3 separate regions of the Sus scrofa genome follow, and all the other regions are linked to region 1. A link is a contact called in public promoter capture Hi-C data. All regions are on one chromosome and are shown on one strand. The core of a region is the stretch at or near the end of the contact, and the rest is flanking DNA. Distances in the headings are between cores, read along the strand shown.

Evidence for each region. Promoter capture Hi-C pulls out the DNA fragments that hold promoters and counts their contacts.
Region 2: a contact with region 1 is called in a promoter capture Hi-C map of liver, with 2.7 times the contacts expected there. The contact joins the promoter of FLOT2 here to the promoter of KIAA0100 in region 1. A contact is called at or near these places in 1 of 5 promoter capture datasets (liver) and 1 of 2 datasets of contacts at active chromatin or transcription factors (alveolar macrophages).
Region 3: a promoter capture Hi-C map of liver shows a contact between it and region 1, with 2.6 times the contacts expected there. The contact joins the promoter of FAM222B here to the promoter of KIAA0100 in region 1. A contact is called at or near these places in 2 of 5 promoter capture datasets (fetal liver and liver), 1 of 47 Hi-C or Micro-C datasets (liver) and 1 of 2 datasets of contacts at active chromatin or transcription factors (alveolar macrophages).

What each region holds. Positions count from the first base shown.
Region 1 is chr12:44,891,833-44,894,978 of Sscrofa11.1, reverse strand. It overlaps KIAA0100 (protein KIAA0100 homolog), which reads left to right and starts at 1,511. Exons shown (of 43, transcript XM_003131765.5): 1 at 1,511-1,670; 2 at 2,511-2,634. The coding sequence starts at 1,603.
Region 2 is chr12:45,119,002-45,122,147 of Sscrofa11.1, reverse strand. FLOT2 (flotillin-2) reads left to right here and starts at 1,645. Exons shown (of 11, transcript XM_021067496.1): 1 at 1,645-1,843. The coding sequence starts at 1,795. It overlaps DHRS13 (dehydrogenase/reductase SDR family member 13), which reads left to right. Exons shown (of 5, transcript XM_021067495.1): 5 at 353-1,002. The coding sequence ends at 804.
Region 3 is chr12:45,074,587-45,077,732 of Sscrofa11.1, reverse strand. It overlaps FAM222B (protein FAM222B), which reads left to right and starts at 1,546. Exons shown (of 3, transcript XM_021067489.1): 1 at 1,546-1,679.

The DNA of each region.
Region 1 (3,146 bases), core at 262-2,761:
ACTCTGGGTAACCTAGGTGAAAGTTGAAATGGGGCTTTATCTGAAGGAGTGGGAAAGAAAGTCCCCAAGTGAAATCCTGAAGGAGTTTATGGAGATGAGGATGTCAGAGCAAAGGGATATGAGGTATTTATTTTTAAATCCTTAGAATTTCTTTAGCTTGTACTGTGTTAGCATCACTGCACTAGAGTTGGAAGGAACATTTGTCCTGTTGCATTTCACAGAGAAACAGGTAAAATAAAGTTGACTGAATTCTCTATTTCACATAATGATGTTTGCTTTCCAGATAAATTGTTCCCAAAGGGCAAGAACATATATAGATAGTTCTTAGATAGTTCTTGTGGAAGATATGTACAATATGTACACACACACACACACACAAGCTTTTTTTTTTTTTTTTTTTTTTTGGTCTTACCTGCAGCAGGAGGAAATTCCTGGGTCAGGGATCAAACCCACGCCACAGCAATGACCTGGGCAGCTACAGTGACAATACCAGATCCTTAACCCACCGTGCCACAGAGGAATTCCAAGTACAATATTCTTTACTTTTTTTTTTGTCTTTTTGTTATTTCTTTGGGCCGCTTCCGCGGCATATGGAGGTTCCCAGGCTAGGGGTCGAATTGGAGCTGTAGCCACCAGCCTACGCCAGAGCCACAGCAACACGGGATCCGAGCCGCGTCTGCGACCTACACTACAGCTCACGGCAACGCCGTGATCGTTAACCCACTGAGCAAGGCAGGGACCGAACCCACAACCTCATGGTTCCTAGTCGGATTCGTTAACCACTGCGCCACGACGGGAACTCCTATTCTTTACTTCTGTAATACCACTCCAGCGCAGTGCTTTGACTGCTGTTGACAGTAGAAAACTGAAAACTGCAAGGAAAGGTCCAGAATGGTGCTGCCCACACAGCAGCACAATACATATTAACTAGAACATTTGAACAGTAAATGAGTTAAAAATTCATTCTGTTGTGAATGGAATGAGGTGGGACTTTTGAGGCCTTTTAATTACCCCTTGGTTTCCTCAATGATGTTCGGATAAGGCTCTGGAATAAGACAGGATAAGTACTTCGTATGACCCAGGGGTATAACTGGGGCATTAGCCTCAGTCCAGGCCCTAAGTGGCCACGCAGACTCTATACAACTACTCTGGGAAACGCTTTGAGAGAGGATCTCCCCGCAGTGAAGCGATCCATCCGGGTCCTCTGACATCCTGGGAGCGAGCCTAGGCCCGGGCGAGCCTAGGCCCTGGCGAGTAAACCCGGTTCCGCTTTTCCGGGTCCAGAAGGGTGCGCCTGAGGCGGGGCCTGTGTGTCAATCGGCTTGAGGGCCGCTCCCAGTGCGCTCCTTCCGGAGCCACGCCTACACTTCGCGCTAGCAGCCGGTTGGCCCCACTGGATCGCGGGCGCCGGGCGGGCGGGGCCGAAAGACAGCTGGCAGGCTGGCTGGCTGCGGGAGGGGGCGGGGCGCACTCGCGCCAACGCTTCCTCCCCCCGCGCTGTCCCTGCGCTTGTTGCTGGTCGGCCCGTGGCGGCCCAGCTTGGAGCCGGCGGGGGCTGCCCCGGCAGGGCGGGGGCCAGAGCCGGGCCGGGCCGGGGCCGGAATGCCCCTGTTCTTCTCCGCGCTCTTGGCCTTGCTGTTGGTTGCGCTCATCGCCCTCTTCCTAGGCCGGTGAGGGGATCCCAGCTACAGCGGGGGAGGGGACAGTGGGAAGGGAAGGAAGAGAGGCTGAGGAGGGGGCGCGCGCAGGAAAGAAGCGGGCGGGAGGGGGAAGGGGCTAGAGGTGGGGAGATGGAGAGGGGGAGGGGCCGAGGAGGGGGCTAGCGACTAGGAAAGGGATCGAGCGGGGGCGTACGACCGGAGCTGTCTCGGAAGAACCGGGAGTGGGGGGGAGAACAAGCAAGCGGACGAGGCCTGAGGAGATGCTACGATTGGGAGGAGGATGGAGGTGTGAGTGAGGACGGGGCTCGGCTTTTCTTTTTCCATTCACTCGCCTCTGAACGTCCTCTTCCGCGAGCGCGAAGGGCACCTGCAACCTGCCCTGGGGAGCAGGAACAGGTCTGGCTGCCCAGGGAGAGCGGCATTTGAGTCGGCTGGGTGTGACCCCACAGTGCCTTCTCGCGGACACCTGTCTGGAAGGCGAAGGAGACCCTTTGGGGTGATGTGATGGGCACATCTGGCAGGGGTGCTTGTCCTTCGACTTCTCTTGGGAGTCTTCTCTCTATCTCTGGGGTTCCTAAGGATTTGAGGGATTGCTTTCTTTGTCTCCAACTTAGAAGGTGCAGTTTAGTTCGTCTGATTTCATCTGGGTGGAGGGGACACTCCAGGGCTGGGGTCCTGATCTGCGCGGATGAATGTATATGACAGAATGGTGTTTTGGAAGACAGGAGAGCTGCCCAGAAGATTCAGCTACAAATCATGGTCCTTTGGAAGGTGTTCTAGGGCCAGCAGGGGGTGAGGGAGGCCATAATTGGGAGAGGGTCCTATGAACTCATAAGGATTTTTCTGCAGGTGGCTTGTGGTCCGGTTGGCCACCAGTTGGTGTCAGCGGAAGCTGAAGGCGGAACTAAAGATTGGCTCCTTTTTTTGGATACAGAATGTTAGTCTTAAATTTCAGCAGCACCAGCAAACAGTGGTGAGAGTCCTGGGAAACTCCCTGGGTAGTATGTGGGGTTGATCCAAATGAATTTCAACTTTTGATTTCCTTTTTTAAGAATTGTAGTGGCTCTCTCTCCTAGTTAACGCAGCCTTGCACCCCTTTGCCAAGATGATCTTAGAGCTAGTTTGGGAATACTGGAATTGATGCAAGTGGTTCTGTTAAAAATGCTTATAAGGCGCAGAGTGTCGAGGGCATGTAAGAAAGATAACAGAAGCACAGAACAAAGATAATGGGAAGTAGAAGAGCTTAATTTAAGAGTGGAAACAGGGCAGCATATTCGTAAAAGAGAAATACTAAGCAAGTTCAGTCCATGTCATTGTGAGGAACAGGCTATCACACTGAGGAGAGAAGCTGGTAGAAATAGTAATGGAGAGTATTTAGTGGAGAGCTATTGCACTTCCTCCTGTTCTTAAAACATTTCCTCGAGTTCCTGCTGTGGCTCAACAGAAATGAATCTGACTAGGAACCATGAGGTGGTGGGTTTGATC
Region 2 (3,146 bases), core at 396-2,895, 230 kb before region 1:
TTCGATTCCTGGCCTTGCTCAGTGGGTTAGGGATCCTGCGTTGCCATGAGTTGTGGTGTAGGTTGCAGTTGAGGCGTGGATCTGGCAGTTGCTGTGGCTCCAATTTGACCCCTAGTCTGGGAACTTCCTTATGCCACAGGTGTGGCCCTAAAAAGACAAAAAAAAAAAAAAAAAAAAAAGAAAAAGAAATGAGTTAGCTTGGCTTGTGGGGCCCTGAATGCCTGGTAAATCTTACCCTGGTTCCCCTGGAATTGGACTCTGTTCCCTCCTCCCTTCTAACCCTGTTCTTGCTGCTTTTACCATGAGCCCTTACCCACTCTTCTCCCTCTCCTTCCTTTCTTCCTGTTCCCAGGTCCCGTCAACTCAGAGTTGTTCCTACGCCACGTTCCCAGATGGCTACGCCCACTTTTGTGCCCACTGGCTTGGCTGGTGCTGCGGGCACCACGAGGGGGTGCCCAGACACCTCTGTACTGCGCTCTGCAGGAGGGCATTGAGCCCCTCAGTGGGAGATACTTTGCCAACTGCCATGTGGAAGAGGTGCCCCCAGCCGCCAGAGACGACCGGGCAGCCCATCGGCTGTGGGAGGCCAGCAAAAGGCTGGCAGGGCTTGAGCCAGGGGAAGATGCTGAATCTGATGAAGAGCCCCAGCCTGTGGACCCAGGAGTCCCATCTTCTCTGAGCAGCCCCCACCCTGAGGAGCCCGCAGCTTCTGAACCCTACACCAGCCCTCAGAGTTCACCAGACTTGTCCAAGGTCACACGCCGAATTCCAGTTAAAGCTGAACCAGAGCCCCAAGCCTCCTAACCTCCGGGCTGGGAAGCTTTCTAAGGCTCTGGGTGATCCTTGAAAGCCTTAGCCATGTACCAGGCTATGGTCATGCACTGGACACTGAGGTGGTTGAGATTTTTACCTCCATGGTCACTTTGTGGGGGCTTCAAGGTATATGTCCTGGAGAGCTCTTTTCCTGGTTGAAGGAAATAAAGGGTGATGATTTCTTCCTGAGAGTGACAGTAAGCCCGGGGGGCGGGGAGGGGGGGCGGTTGTGCCAGATGCTGCTCCTCAGGAATTTGAATTTCTTATCTCCAGGCTCTACCCTGAGGAACACTCAGCCCTGGATGATGGAGGCCTGGGCATTTTTAATCTGATGCACCATCAGTATGGAGAATTGTTCAGTTGTGCCCTTTGCGATCACCTAGTTACATTATTCCCACTTTCCAGAGGCGGGACTAGGCAGCCAGAGAGGGAACTCGTTCCGGATCTCCGCTAGAAAGAGCAGGGACTGAGATCGGAGCCCAGGCCCAGGCGGGCTGACTCCAGGGCCCACCCCTGTAAGGTGGGTGCTGGGAGGCGAGGCGGGGCGTGGCAGTTGTTATCCAGGCTCCCCAAGGAACGCCTTCAGGACTGCTTGAGGGCCGAGCCCCCACGATGCCAGCTCTGTGTAATACAACCACTTGAAGAGCTCCCTGATGGCACAGCAGGTTAAGGATCCTGCGTTGTCACTGCTGCGACCCGGGTTCGATCTCTGGCCTGGGAACTTCCACAGGCCGGGCAGGCTGGGCCAAATACTTTGAAAATTAAAATCGAGCGTGTTGACAGCCTGGCTCGGGCCGCCTCCCTCCACACGCCGGCCCCGCCCTCCGCCGCCACACTTCCGGCGAGGCTGCGGCCGCGGAGGGGCGCCGGCGGGCGGCCGCTGGGGGTGGCGGGATAGGCTGGGCGCGGCCGGCGGTGCGGGCCCGCTGCTGCTGTCCAGGTCTCGGCGGCCCCCCGAGGGCCCTCCGTCCCTCCGGCGCCATGGGCAATTGCCACACGGTGGGGCCCAACGAGGCGCTGGTGGTTTCAGGTGAGGGGGCGGCGGGGGAGGGGGGCCGGAGACGTTTGGGGCGGGGGGCCGTGCCCGGGAGGGCGGGGACCGGGCTGGGCAGCGGACGGGGAGGGGCTCCGCGGGTGGGGGGCAGCGCGGGAGGTGGGGCCTGAGTCCGCGGCTTCCCGGGCCGCACCTGAGACCCTTTCAGGAGGGACCCCTGTGCTCCACCTTCCTGCCCCGCGTTCTCGGGCACTCGCCGGGCTCTCCCCCCGCCTTCCCCCGCTGCGTGTTTGCCGGTGTTTATTCCCTCCTTCCTTCGTCTCCTCCCCTAGCAGGGTCGCCCCTGTGGCCTAGGGGGTCCTGAACTGAAGCCTTGGGGTTCCGGGAACACAGTTTGGCTGGATGCCAGCGCCCGGGACTAGGGTGGGTCACGCAGCCTTGGAAGGCAGGTGCCCATCTGGGCACAGACCCGTTAATTCCCAGCAGGCTGGGGCGTGCTGGTTTATTGGCACTGCCCGCCTGGGAAACGCGGGTGCGGCCTCTACAGGTTGCGAAACCGGGCTCTGGGCTGTGTCGCTCAGGTTGCAAAATGCTGCAGGCTCCAGAATTTCTGTGAGCTTAGGTGGGGCCGGGGGACTGCAGTATTGGGGAGATGAGAGGGATCTTGTCCTAAGGCTGCTGTGTATGTTGTATATTTGGGAATTTGAGGAAGAGGCTGGAGCCTTTCAAGCCATCAATTTGTGCAGCCCAAGCTCACAGGTGCTGGGGAGAGGGCCTGTTTCCTGACAGCTTGGAGGCCTGTAGCTGCAGGAATCCCTCCTGTCTTTACTTCCCACTGTCAGTGTGGATTCTCCGCCTGTGCACAGAGTCGTTAGGGCTGGCTCTAGAATTGAGCAGAAGAGGGTGTGCTGGGCCAGGGCAGGAAGCTGTCCACCTTTGAGAGGTGTGATGAATCCATTGGAAACTTTCACCCCAGAACATGGCCTCTGGCTCAGTGTGGATCTCAAAATTGATTTCCCTGGGACAGGAAATCCCCACTCTCCCTCACTAAGACCTTACCCCTGTGGGGGAATTTAAGATTCTTTACCTCCCTGAAAACCAGAGCTAGCCGTAAGGTCACTAGGGAGACCCCCAGAGAGCACTGAGGCCAAACCTACACCTCTGTAAGACCTGGGCCAGGGGTTCCCGCCTGCCTTGGTGCAATGGGTCAAGAATGCCACCCAAGTCGCTGTGGAGGCACAGGTTAGAGCCCCATCCAGGCACAGTGGGTTTAAGGATCCAGCATTGCTGCAGCTGTGGCATAGGTCGCAGCTGTGACTTGGATTCAATCCCTGGCCAG
Region 3 (3,146 bases), core at 297-2,796, 180 kb before region 1:
TGTGCCCCAACAGTGGCAACTTCAGATCTTCAACTGCTAGGCCTCAAGGGAGCGCCTGCTGTCATCATATAGATTCCAGCAGGCTTTCCCAAGGGCTGCATGTGGTGGTGGGGTTAGAAAGGCATAGTTCCCAGAAGCTTCAGGGTCAGCTGTGGGCTTCTTTTTAGTCATCCATTCATCAGAATATAATGTCAATATTCATTCTTCCTCCTTTCTGCCTGTGCAACCCCCCTGTGGTGTCAAATTTGCTCTCATTCCAAAGGATAATATTTTGCAAGTAATGACAACCCTTCTAAGCCAGGAGCTAGACTCTGGGATTGATGTCCCATAGAATGTCCTGTTTATGGCCCACAACCCTACTCTGTCACCTGTTATATTTTACTCTATGTATGTCAAGAGTAACATATATGTCCTAGTTAGGTGGGAGTCTATTCACCCAGGAAGCCTGAAACTTTGTGTAGGTTTGCCTTCTAGGGAAGGGATTATGCCAGTTTATACACTGTTTCTCTACAGCAACATATGTATGCATGTTAACATCTGCATATGTAAAAGTCACAAGCATCTAATAAAAAAAACATTCTCAGTTTCCTAGGTGCTGCAGGGAGTAACTTTCAGTTTCTTAGTGACTTGAGAATTCTATTATATGCATTTGTATATATCTTCCTGACTCCTTTTACAGAAGAATTAGTAATATTAGTGACAAGCAGTCGCTATTACTTTTAGCATCCATTTACAGCATTCTCAATCTTTACCCTAGGGCCTGTTTCTGCTTCTTTCCAAAATGAGGAAAATATCCTTAATCTTAGATTAAGAGTTCAAACATTCATACTAGATCCTGGAATCAAGAGTAACTTTTGTGGAGTTCCTACCACGGTGCAGTAGGTTAAGAATCCGACTGCAGTGGTACAGAGGTGTGGGTTTGATCCTCTGTCACCGTGGGTTAAACCATCTGGAGTTGTGGCAGCTGCGGTGTAGGTTGTATCTGTGGCTGGGATTCAATTCCTGGCCCAGGAACTTCCAAAAGCGTGGGTGCAGCCACAAACAAACAAACAAAAAGTATGTGCTTGATAAAGAGACTGAAATTAGCAGTGTCCCAATGCATTCTAGGTGCAGTCACCTCCTTGACAAGGTCCCCAAGGCTTCTGAGCACCCCCTGGTCAGTGGCATATTAGAAATGCCAAGGCTGCCTCTTACACAATCACCCTCACTGTATTCGAGATGTGATTCTCTTCTTGAAAGGAACCTAAATTTATTATTAGTGGTCATCTCAGAGCATTCAGACCTTTAAGTGCAAGTGGTATCCAGAATCCTGGAAGGGCTATTAAGTCTATGGCCCTTTATTGGCACCGCGTTTAGTTATCTACACTACCTTCCAGAGGCCTCAGACACTGCGACAGCCGCCCAAAGCCCCAAAGCTTAACTAGTCCTCTAAGCCAGCGGCCATATCCACCTGAGACCCAGGGATCCAGGGCATCAGGCACTGAAGAAGACGCCCCCGGTGCGGGCTGCGCAGGCGCAGGCAGCCCAAGAGGGCCCCGGCACTCTAGGCTGCGCAGGCGCGCGAGCGGCTCCCGGCCAGTCCCGACGGCGGCAGCAACTGAGGGGCCGGGGCGTGGAGCAGCGGTGGCGGCGGCGGGCGGCGACGGAGCAGCCATGAGGGCCGGGCCCAGTCACCGACAGTGAGTGGTGGTGAAAGTGGGGTGGGCCACGGGAGGGAAGGGGGTGGCTCGGTGCAGGGATACTCCGACTCGGGGGGTGGGCTTTGCCTGTTGGAGGCGAAGGGGCGTGGGGGAGGGACAGTTTGAGGTGATGACCGGAGAATTTGGGGCACGGGTGGTCAGAACGCCAGCGCCAGGGCCGGACAGCTTGGGCAGGGAGTGGGTACGCGCTGCAGAGTGACGGAGCCCTCGGCAGGGACAGCGTCCCGCGCTCCCCCGTTTGTCAACGTCCCTTCCCCCAGGAGCTTTCGGTCGCCTCTCCCTTTCCGCTTCTTTCAGAGGTTGGTCGCGGGGGGAGAATGGTGGAGGATGAAAGCCCTGCTGGAGCCGAAGACGACAACTCTGGCCCAGGCAGGGAAGAGCCGGGCGCTCGGAGTAATAGGCTGCTCCGGGTAGAGGATGGGGGTCGTTTAAAGCTGGGAGGGGTCTAGGGAAAAGAGCTAGGGGCTTAGGGTCCGACAGGTTCGAATCCACGTCCACCGCTGATTAAAGCTGATAGGTAACCTTGGGCAGGTCCCACTTAACCTTCTGAACCGCTGGAAGATGTCGTGTTTCAACGAGCTATTGCAAGCATCTTGTACGTGATTGAGACCGTTTATGAAAACTGTAAATTGTGAGTACTATGCCGATGTTACTGTATCACTAACAGTATAACTGGATTTTTAGATATTACTGTTATTAGTGGAGTGACCGATTTCTTTGTCAGGGCGAAGCGTACTGTAAAACCTCAATAGTCACAGACATGTTTTCTTCATCGGCACAGCAGATCACGTGCAGAAATAGCAGTTTGTTCTGTTACGTGACAAATTAGCCATCAGACTTGTGTAGGAAAAATACCATACTCTCAGGCACTTTTACAAACGGTGTGTATAAGCTCCTAAATCAAGAGGAAGGAAAGAGGGAATGAAGGGCCGATCTTTTAAATGCCTTTCTGAAGAACACAGCTCATTGAGGTTCGTTCTCTTTTAACACAGGTGGTACTAATGTGCTTTATTATGAGTTGAGAAAACTGACTTGAGACAAACTGGGAGGGATGACCATTGAGGAATACAATTTGTTATTTTTTAATTGTAAGAAAGTTCTTTGTAAAAGGGTCCCTGGTTGCCTCAAGGCCCTGTCTCTGTTTTGGAGGTCAGAAAGCATATAGCAGCTTTTCAGCTTCACTTTTTGTTAGCCTGTCGGTGGGACCCCCAGGGTGGAGTGTCTCTCAGAGAAAGGCAGAAGCAGCTGTGCAAGAGCCCAGGAGGAGGCTGGTTGGTTTCTGAGGAGCTGAAGGAGCACTCCTGAGGCTTTGTTATTCTTCTTGTTTAGGGTGGACAAAGCAGAGGACAGAGTTAAACTGTGTACTTCAAGAGAGAGACTATGGCTTTCTAGTCACAGCTTTTGAAAGAGATGAAACTCTTTTCAAAAGGACAGAAAAAGATGATG